Regions from separate parts of the Muntiacus reevesi genome. Here region 1 is linked to region 2. The links are chromatin contacts, called in public Hi-C maps. All regions are on one chromosome and are shown on one strand. The core of a region is the stretch at or near the end of the contact, and the rest is flanking DNA. Distances in the headings are between cores, read along the strand shown. Region 1 holds the start of C1QTNF8 (C1q and TNF related 8). Region 2 holds the start of GNG13 (G protein subunit gamma 13).

What was found. A called contact is a pair of places that touch in the nucleus more often than the background predicts.
Region 1: a contact with region 2 is called in a Hi-C map of blood, with 3 times the contacts expected there. The contact joins the promoter of C1QTNF8 here to the promoter of GNG13 in region 2. A contact is called at or near these places in 2 of 3 Hi-C or Micro-C datasets (blood and muscle).

What each region holds. Positions count from the first base shown.
Region 1 is chr2:180,290,950-180,295,021 of mMunRee1.1, forward strand. It overlaps C1QTNF8 (C1q and TNF related 8), which reads right to left and starts at 2,751. Exons shown (of 2, transcript XM_065920237.1): 1 at 2,547-2,751; 2 at 1,393-1,943. The coding sequence starts at 2,751. The coding sequence ends at 1,393.
Region 2 is chr2:180,115,103-180,119,238 of mMunRee1.1, forward strand. It overlaps GNG13 (G protein subunit gamma 13), which reads right to left and starts at 1,592. Exons shown (of 4, transcript XM_065920232.1): 1 at 1,462-1,592. It overlaps LOC136160394 (a long non-coding RNA gene), which reads left to right and starts at 1,730. Exons shown (of 4, transcript XR_010661611.1): 1 at 1,730-1,890.

The sequences.
Region 1 (4,072 bases), core at 1,501-4,000, 180 kb after region 2:
GGGTGGGCCCTGCTGCCCACGGGTGTGTGTGGATGCTCTTGGCTCCAGCCTCACTCAGGGCGGATGTTCCTGAGGGTCACGGGGTTCCGTACAGCAGGGGAGGGCGCCGTGCTCCCAGCCATGCCTCCTCCCCACGCCCAGGGACGAGGGGCTCCCACCCCCTCTCCACCCCCCCGCCCAGTCGATAACCATGGTCTGGGGAGGTCTGCCAGAGACCATCTCAGGATGGGCTGGGCTCCTGGGGTGGGGCAGGGGGGCCGTGATGAGGAGACAGGACCCGACATGCAGTGTTCTGTGGTCTCAGGGCCCCAGGGTGGAGGCCCTGGCCTGTTCATCACCCATCAGCCCCAGCAGACTCGGCCTGGCCAGCCTGCAACTCCAGCCACATCCGCCTGGCCCGGGACCTCAGCCAGCATGCTGGGCTCTGGTGGCTCCAGACACTGCTCCTGCCAGGGCCCCAGCCACCTCACCAGCTCAGCATCCTCACTTGGGCGGAGCGGTCACAGGAGGGGAGGCCGGGGAGGGCCCAGAGAGGAGGCAGTGGGTGGTGGGGCCACAGAGGCCGGACAGAAGGTCCCAGAATGGCCAGAGGACACGTGGCAGAAAAGGAACAGGCTCCGAGCAGATCCGAAGGCGGGCGGGGCAGCCTGGTGGCTCCTCCTGCAGGGTGGACGAGGCCTCCATTGGAGAAAGCTGGGCCAGTCCATACACGCCTGCCCGCAGGGACGGGGCCAGCCTGCTCTCTGCGGGTCCCCGCCAGGCCCAGCTTCAGCATGTGGAGGAGATACCCCCCTGGGGCTCCCCGGGCTCAGGCAAGCATCCTCCTCCCAGCCCACTCAAGACAGACCCAGGGATGCCGCAAACCCCAGAAAATAGACCCACCGGTACTGGCAGTGTGTTCACCCAGGCCGAGGCCTGTTCTGGCTCGGCCGGCACCCACCTACTCCATGTCATTGGTCCTGTGGCCTCTGCCGCCCTGAGCACCCTGGAATTCAGCACGCTCCACCCCTCCCCCGGAGCCTCATCAGCGTCCAGCCCAGCACCCAGTAGGCTCTTTGTAATTCTCTCACAGCGCGGGGGCCTGGCACAGCCTTTATAAGCGGAAAGGGAACCCGACCAGGGGGGCAAGCTCCTTAGCAGATGAAGGTGCCCCGCCCCAACCCCGCCCACAGCGCGCCCGGAACGCGGGTCTGCTCCGGAATCTCTTGCTGGGACCAGAATCTCTTGCTCGGTCGGGATCTGCGTCTAGCAGATCTGGTGGGTCTGTCTTGCTCCTGCCGGGGCCATGCTCAGCTCAGCGTGTGCACGCAGGCGGCATTCAATCACAGCTGGCCCCACTCCGGGGCAAGGGGCTTGGGAGGGTGGGCCCTGGGGGCTGGTGGCGCCGGGCCGTCAGAGCTCGGCGTCTGGCTTGACCAGGTGGCCGCTGAAGGTGATGTAGAGGTCGCCGCGCTCGCCGAAGATGGCGTTGTCGCGGTCGCGCTGGAACATGCGCACCCAGACGGAGTCGCCCGCGGCCAGCGGCAGCAGCAGGCTCTGCGCCTGCATCACGCTGCGCTCGCTGGGCTGTGCGTACAGCACGGCGGCCGCGCGCGCGTTGCGCATGATGTGCAGATAGGTCTCCTTGTAGTTCCAGGTGTGCACGTTGAGGCTCAGGAAGTAGACGCCGGGCGCGGTGCAGAGGAAGCGGCCGGAAGCCAGGTCGAAGGCGCCGTCCAGGTTGACCAGCTCCATGTCGAAGGTCACCGCCTGGAGGGCGTCGGCGCTGTGCAGCCCCTCCCGTCGGCCCACCGAGAAGGCCGCGTAGGCGCGCGTGCACTGCGCGCCAGGCAGCCCTGCCTGCCCCTTCTGGCCCTTGCGCCCCCGGAGGCCCCGGGAGCCTGGCGGGCCCTCCTTCCCGCTCCTGCCAGAGTGACCTCTGACCCCGGCCTCGCCCTTCTCACCTGCCGGGGAGGGGCGGGGGGTGAGGAGAAGCCCCTGGTCAAGGCTCCCAGGGTCAGATTCTCTGACCACGTGGCCCTGCAAGTGACCTCACCTCTGTGGGCCTCTGTCTCCTCTCTCCGAGGGGCGAGGGGCGCTAACCCACCCTCCAAGGGGCAAAGAGAAAGAAGCCACACCCTGAGGGCCTGGCTGTTCTGGGGTCTGTGCTGACGGTCATGCGGGGCCGGGGGGTCAGGCAGCCACCAGAGGAAGGGTCTGAACTGGGCTTTGAAGGAAGAGAGCGCTGGGGTTCAAGCTCGGTGCAGCCCCCAGGGTTGCATCTGCCTCCCAGAGCCCCGCCTCTCTCACCCTCAGAGGGGACCCAGGCCCCTTCCCCTCCCCTGGGGGGTAGGGCTGAGGGTAGCCTCAGGCCCTCTGTCCACAGCCCCTTCCCTGGGACACCCTCTGCCCACCTGGGGGGCGGCCGTGGGGAGCAGGCACCCGTCCATTGTCCCCTCGGGGTCCCCTCCTTCCCAGAGCCCGCCCTGGGCCCTGTCCCCTCCCCTCAGCACAGGTGTCCCTGTAGGGCCGGGGGCGGGGGTGGCCGCCCCTCTGGGGATGCTCACCTTTGAGGATCGAGATGTCGATGGTGGGCCGCAGGAGAGGCAGCCGCGCCCATGGGTCCCCGTCGCTCACGTGGGCGCCCAGGCCAGGAGCGGCGGGGGGCCAGGCTGGACGGCAGCACTGCACGCACGACCGACGGGGCAGCCCCAGGCCACGCCAGGCCCCAGCAGGCAGTGCCAGGAGCAGCAGGAGGGCAGGAGCCACCATCCGGGCCAGGGCCTGGGGCCGGGCAGGAAGGAAAGAGGAGGGTGGGAGAGGAAGGCGGGGAGTGGAGGGCTCGCCCTGCTGAGCCCCCAGTGGCCCCCACGGCAGCTTGGCAGCACCCCTGTGCGAGGGAGATGACGGGGGGCCCAGGGAGCCGCCTGGGTGGGGAAGGACAGTTGGGACCCCTCAAAGGGGCTGTGGTCCCAGAGACCGCAGAGAGCGCCTGGTAGCCCCTCCTGGACTCTCATCCCGCCCTAACACTGCTGATGGGTCCCTGCCCGGGACTGAGACACCTCCCTGACACAGCCTGGGGACCACCACTGCTGGGAGGGCCCCACACCGCCCTCCCCGAGCCCTAGCAAGCGCCGAGGTGGCCGCCTGTGGGATCTGGCACTTCCTGGGCACTGCTCCCTGCTCATGCCCCTCCCTCCCCGAGGCCTTAGTTCTGGGTGGCAGTGGGCACCCTCAGTGCCTGCAGCTGGGAAGTCCAGGTCCCCCAAAGCCCCCGTGGCCGGAGACCCCCCCCCACCTGGCAGATGCAGGGGGCACTGAGTGGGGAAGCAGTCCCCCAAGCCCCACTCGCCGTGACTGGCCAGAGCCCTCCAGGAGGGGCTCCTTTAGGTAAGGGTATGCCCCCCATCCCATACCCCACACTCCGGGCAGCCGGGCCCTGGGCCCATGTTGGGTGGGGCCCGACATGAGGCAGTTTCTGCGGGGCTGCATTGCTGGGCAGAGGGGACACGTGCATCCTGACCCCCCGGAGGAGGGAGGGTAACCGGGGAGGCTGCCCCAGCCCCCACCCAGCTGTACAGAAGCTGGTCTTTAATCCCTGCCAGTTCTGAGCCTCCGGCCTCCACGTCCCCTCCCTCGGGAGACACTGCCTGACCCTGGGCCCATCAGTGCCAGGTGGAGCCACACTTTCCAGATGCTGGGGGCCCTGGGTGAGCTCCAGAGGGGCCTCAGTTTTCCTGGCAAATGGACTCTGCCTACCCTGTTCTCCCAAGGGCTGCATCCAAGAGGCTCAGGCAGGGTTGGTCTCCTGCAATGGCTTGTGTGTGATATTGCAGTCCTCACTCTTCCCTGTACCCTGGCCATCCTGAGCAAATACCCAGGCCCCCTCTTCCAGGAAGCCCTCAGGACTGCAGCCCAGGATGAGGGCCTTCCTCTCACATAGTCTGAGACCTACTCCCAGGCTGAGCTTTCCCGGCAGGTGGGACCCCTTCTCTCTACCACCTCCTTCTCAAACCTCGCAGACCCTCACCCAACCCCTGAGCCACATTGGACCCTGCAGGACTCTCCCGGACTCCTCCCATGGAGGAAACGG
Region 2 (4,136 bases), core at 342-2,841:
CACATGGTCTGTACCTTGGTGCTCCTGAGGTTCAGGAAGAGGCCGAGGGCCTGCACCTGCCTAAGCACCAAACCCTCCAGTGCTCACAGGCCATGGGGGACCCCTTCTGATGAGGCCAGTGCCACTTAGGGGTCCTGCGTATTGCTGGCAGGTCTACTGGTCTGCACCCCCAAAGGGCCTTTCGCCATGAGGGTGGGTGAGTGGGAGGAATGCACACGTCAGGCCACCAGTGCGCTGTCACCCAGGCCTGCCTGGGCATGGCTCTAGGTTTTCCCTCTCGACCTGCAGCTGCACTCCCAGGTCTGTGCAGCACTGAAGAAAATTCTACCTGATCATGGGGCAGCTATGCGAGTGGAGCTGGGGGTGTGTGGAGGGCCCCCCCAACTCTGTCTCACAGCTGCCATAACCACCCCCACTCCCCTGCCCGGTGGCCAAGTGTGGTGGGCCTTGCACCTTCAGCAGGTATGCTTCTGGTCCCAAGCGATATGCCCACCATGTAGGGGTGGATGGAAGAGGCTCCTAGAAAGTTTCAGTGCCCAGAGGTTTTCCACAAAAGCAGAGGAGACACTTTAGGGAACGTTGCTGTCAGCTGGGGCTGCCTCCCACGGCAGGGATGATGCCCAGCAGTGCTCACTGCCCAGAGTAGGTCTGATGAACTGGCTGAGCAGGAAACTGAGGCCCCAAGGCTCTGGGCTTGCCCAGGTCTCACCCTCGGTTTTGTGTCCTTCATCTAGTGACTTCCCTCAAACAGCTGGAATCCCTGCCATCTGCTCATTTCATTAGAAGCTGCATTAGCTCTGGTGACTGCAGAGTGCAAGTGACTGAATGGGGACCCTCGACTATCACAAAGATCTCTCCCCAGAAAGGACCCCCGTCCTGTGCCAGGGGGCGAGGTCTCCCATGGGGACCAAGGACATCGTTCACCCCTCCCAGGTTCAGCGCAGGGCTCCCTCGCCTGGGCCACGTCTGCCACTTCTGGATGCAGTCTACGCAGACTGCTCTGCAGAACTTGACACTAGAGTTACAAGGAATCTAGAATTCAACCTCCCGGGGAAGGGTCTGTCATGTGAAACGGGGAAGGACCAAGTCAATGGGAGTCTACGCAAGGAGCAAACGCGGGAGCGCGTCCTGGACTGCGGACGGAACCGGCGGGACGGCTCCGAGGTGTGCTCGGCTCGCTGCTCGGCTTCACCTGGACGAATCTGCTCCGGGCTTGGCTTCCAGAGGACCCGGGCGGTGCGGAGCGGCGAGAGGAGCCCACGCACCGCGGGGCCCTGGCTGCTCGGGCGCTGGGACCGCAGGGCAGGCTCGGGGGGCTTCCCCTCACGGCCAGGATGAGGACAGGGAACTCGCAACAGACGCCGTTATCAGAAGTCCTAACTGGACGAGGACTCCTAGAACGGAGGCTGACGGCTAGTTTAGCTAAAGAACTTAAACGAAACAAGTTTCCGGCGCTCTTACTAGTGTTAACGTGCGGTGTTTATCGTGAAGACAGTACCGAGCGGCTCCGCGAGGGAAGGCCCGGCAGCAGGCTCCGGGTACCTCTGCTGCACCGCGATCCCCGTCGCTGCTGCTCTTCCACAGCCCGCTCTGGAAGCCCAGTGCCGCCTTGGAAGACCCCTTCCGGGTCTAAGCGTGGAGGGGGCGGGGCGCGTAGAGGGCCTGCCCCCTGGGCGAGGGGCGGGGCTTCTGTAGGACGCCGTTCTGCGTGATGCAGCCATCTTGGAGCCGGGCGGCGGCGTCTTCTGTGAAGGCGTGGCCGGAACGGAGGTGGCATTATCACCTGTCAGGCTCAGGTGTTCCGTTAGCCTGGTTTCTCAGCCTTCTGTTAAGTTATGGCAGGTGACCTCTGAGGTGGCCGGGCATCCCCAGCCTCCCACGGCGGCACTGGTGAGTGAAACCGTCCGCCCGAATCTGTGAAAAAGGGGGAAATGTTGAAGACTAACGACAGAGCCGTCAGGGTGCCTCTGCCCAACCCATATTCCCCCTCTTGGGTTCCCCACCTAAGGTCCCACCTTTCAGGTCCCCTCCTCAAGTCCCTCCTTAGGTCCCGCCACCTCAGGTCACCCCTGTCAGATCCTCCCAAGTCCTCACCCCAGGTCCCCCGTCTCAGGTCTCCCCCTTGAGCTTCTCCCAACAGGTATCACTCTCAGGTCTCCCCCTCAGGCCCTCCCTCTCAGGTTCCCCCCCCCCCCCAGGTCTCCCCTTCAGGTCCACCCATCTCAGACTCCCCCCCTCAGGTCTCCCCCTCAGGTTCCCCCCACCTCAGGTCTCCCCCTCAGTTACTCCCTCTCAGTTTCCTCCCTTAGGTCTCCCCCTCAGATCCCCCGTCAGGTGCCCCCTCGGATTCCCCCCTCAGGTCCTCTCCCTAGGGTCCACTCCTCTCAGGTTCCCCAACTCAGATCCCCTTTCAGGTACCCCCCTCAGGTCCACCCCCTTAGGTTCCCCCTCTCAGGTACCCCAACTCAGTTCCCCCCTCTAGGGTCTTCCCCCTCAGGTATCCCCTTCAGGTCCCTTCTGTCAAGTTCACCCTCTCAAGCCCTACCACCTCAGATCCCCCTCTCTGTCAGGTCCTCCCGCTCAAGTCCACCACTCTCAGGTCTCTCCACGCAGGTACCCCCTCTTAGGTCCTCCCTCAGGTCTCCCCCCTCACGTCCCCACCCATCAGGTCCCCCCTTCTCAGGTCAGCCCCTCCTGTCAGGTACTCCCCCTCAGTTCCCCCCTCAAGCCTCCTCACCCAGGTCCCCTCTCAAGGGACACCCTTCCTCCTAAAGGGCTCTTCTGGACACCTGAGTGAGCCTTGTGATTATCGTTTCAGGTGAGTTTTGAGGTGTGCCATGGAACTGGACACCAGGAAGTTTTTGTAAAACTAACAGGCTGGGCAGACAGGCGACAGGGAACAAAGCTTGTCTTCCATCATGACTCAGTAAGGATTTGGGCACTGTCCTGTTGGCCTGTGGCTTGGACAGCAAGTAAGCCAGGATTGTAGGGAGGGGGAGGGGTGTGTTGAAGACAAACCAGTGAATCAAGACACAGCAAAGGAGCCGACCATTGGCACAGCTGTAAAGCCTGGTCTCCTGGGATCTACATCCAGTCTTGCCCCACCACCGTCTCTGTTGGGAATGGTTGTGGGGTCTGGGGGTGGAGGCCAGGGGTGCTGCTCAACACCCATGGGGTTGGGGGTCCACCACTGCCCTATGATGGTGAGTCCCTGAGGCCTTGAGGCCCCTTTCCTTGTTTCTCCACAGCCTCTCCCTCCTCGAGCCCCCTGGCCTGGTCCTGAGCAGGACCTGGGTTGTGCAGATGGCCAAGTCCTACTTTTGTCCATCCCTAATGGGCAAATGCACCAATGGCAGCACACGGCAAGAGGTGCTCCCTGTGGTATCCGGAGACCCTGAGAGGTTCTTGGGCTGAGGTCTGTGGAGCTAGGTCTTTGGAGCTGGATCTCAGAGGAAGATCCCAGCAGTCCTGCCAAGACACAGTTTCATGTTGCATTTCACCTGAATCCCAAAAAGGCAGCTCCCGAAGTCCCATTGCTGTGTGGTGGTGTCAGGCAGTTCCATCTTCAGCTGGCTGGCTCACCTATGTCCCCTGCCTGGCCTTTGCCACTAGGTGGAGCCACAGGCCTATCCAGCTGCTTCCCCACGTTGCAAACACGGGACCTGCCTTTCAAATTTAGCGTCAGGACTCCTCAACTTTCCTAAATTTTTCAAGTTTCTGTTACATGGTGACATCTAGGGGTATTTAGAAACAAAAATAGAGCAGCTGTTACACTTAGGACTTTCACTTAAAACCAGTGATGATAAATCCAGTGCATGTAAACATCACAGTTTAAAGAAAAACAGCTTTATTTTCCCATCGTTGGCAGAGATCCCTTAGAAGAGCTGGGTTCTAACTACATGGCCAACTGAAGTTCTTTCTGTTGTTCTGTCCACATTGATTTGCTGCCTTTTGATTCTTTTTGTTGAAAGATAAGGAAGGTCAGACATAAAATATTTAGTGTAATTTTATGAGGATAAACAAGCTTGTAGACACCTGGTTTGTAATCAAGGTTTCTCTGCCCCGTCAGTCTTGCTGAAGCTCAGATATTCAGGATTCTCAGAGGACAAAGTCTGTGTTAGAGATTGTGGGTGATT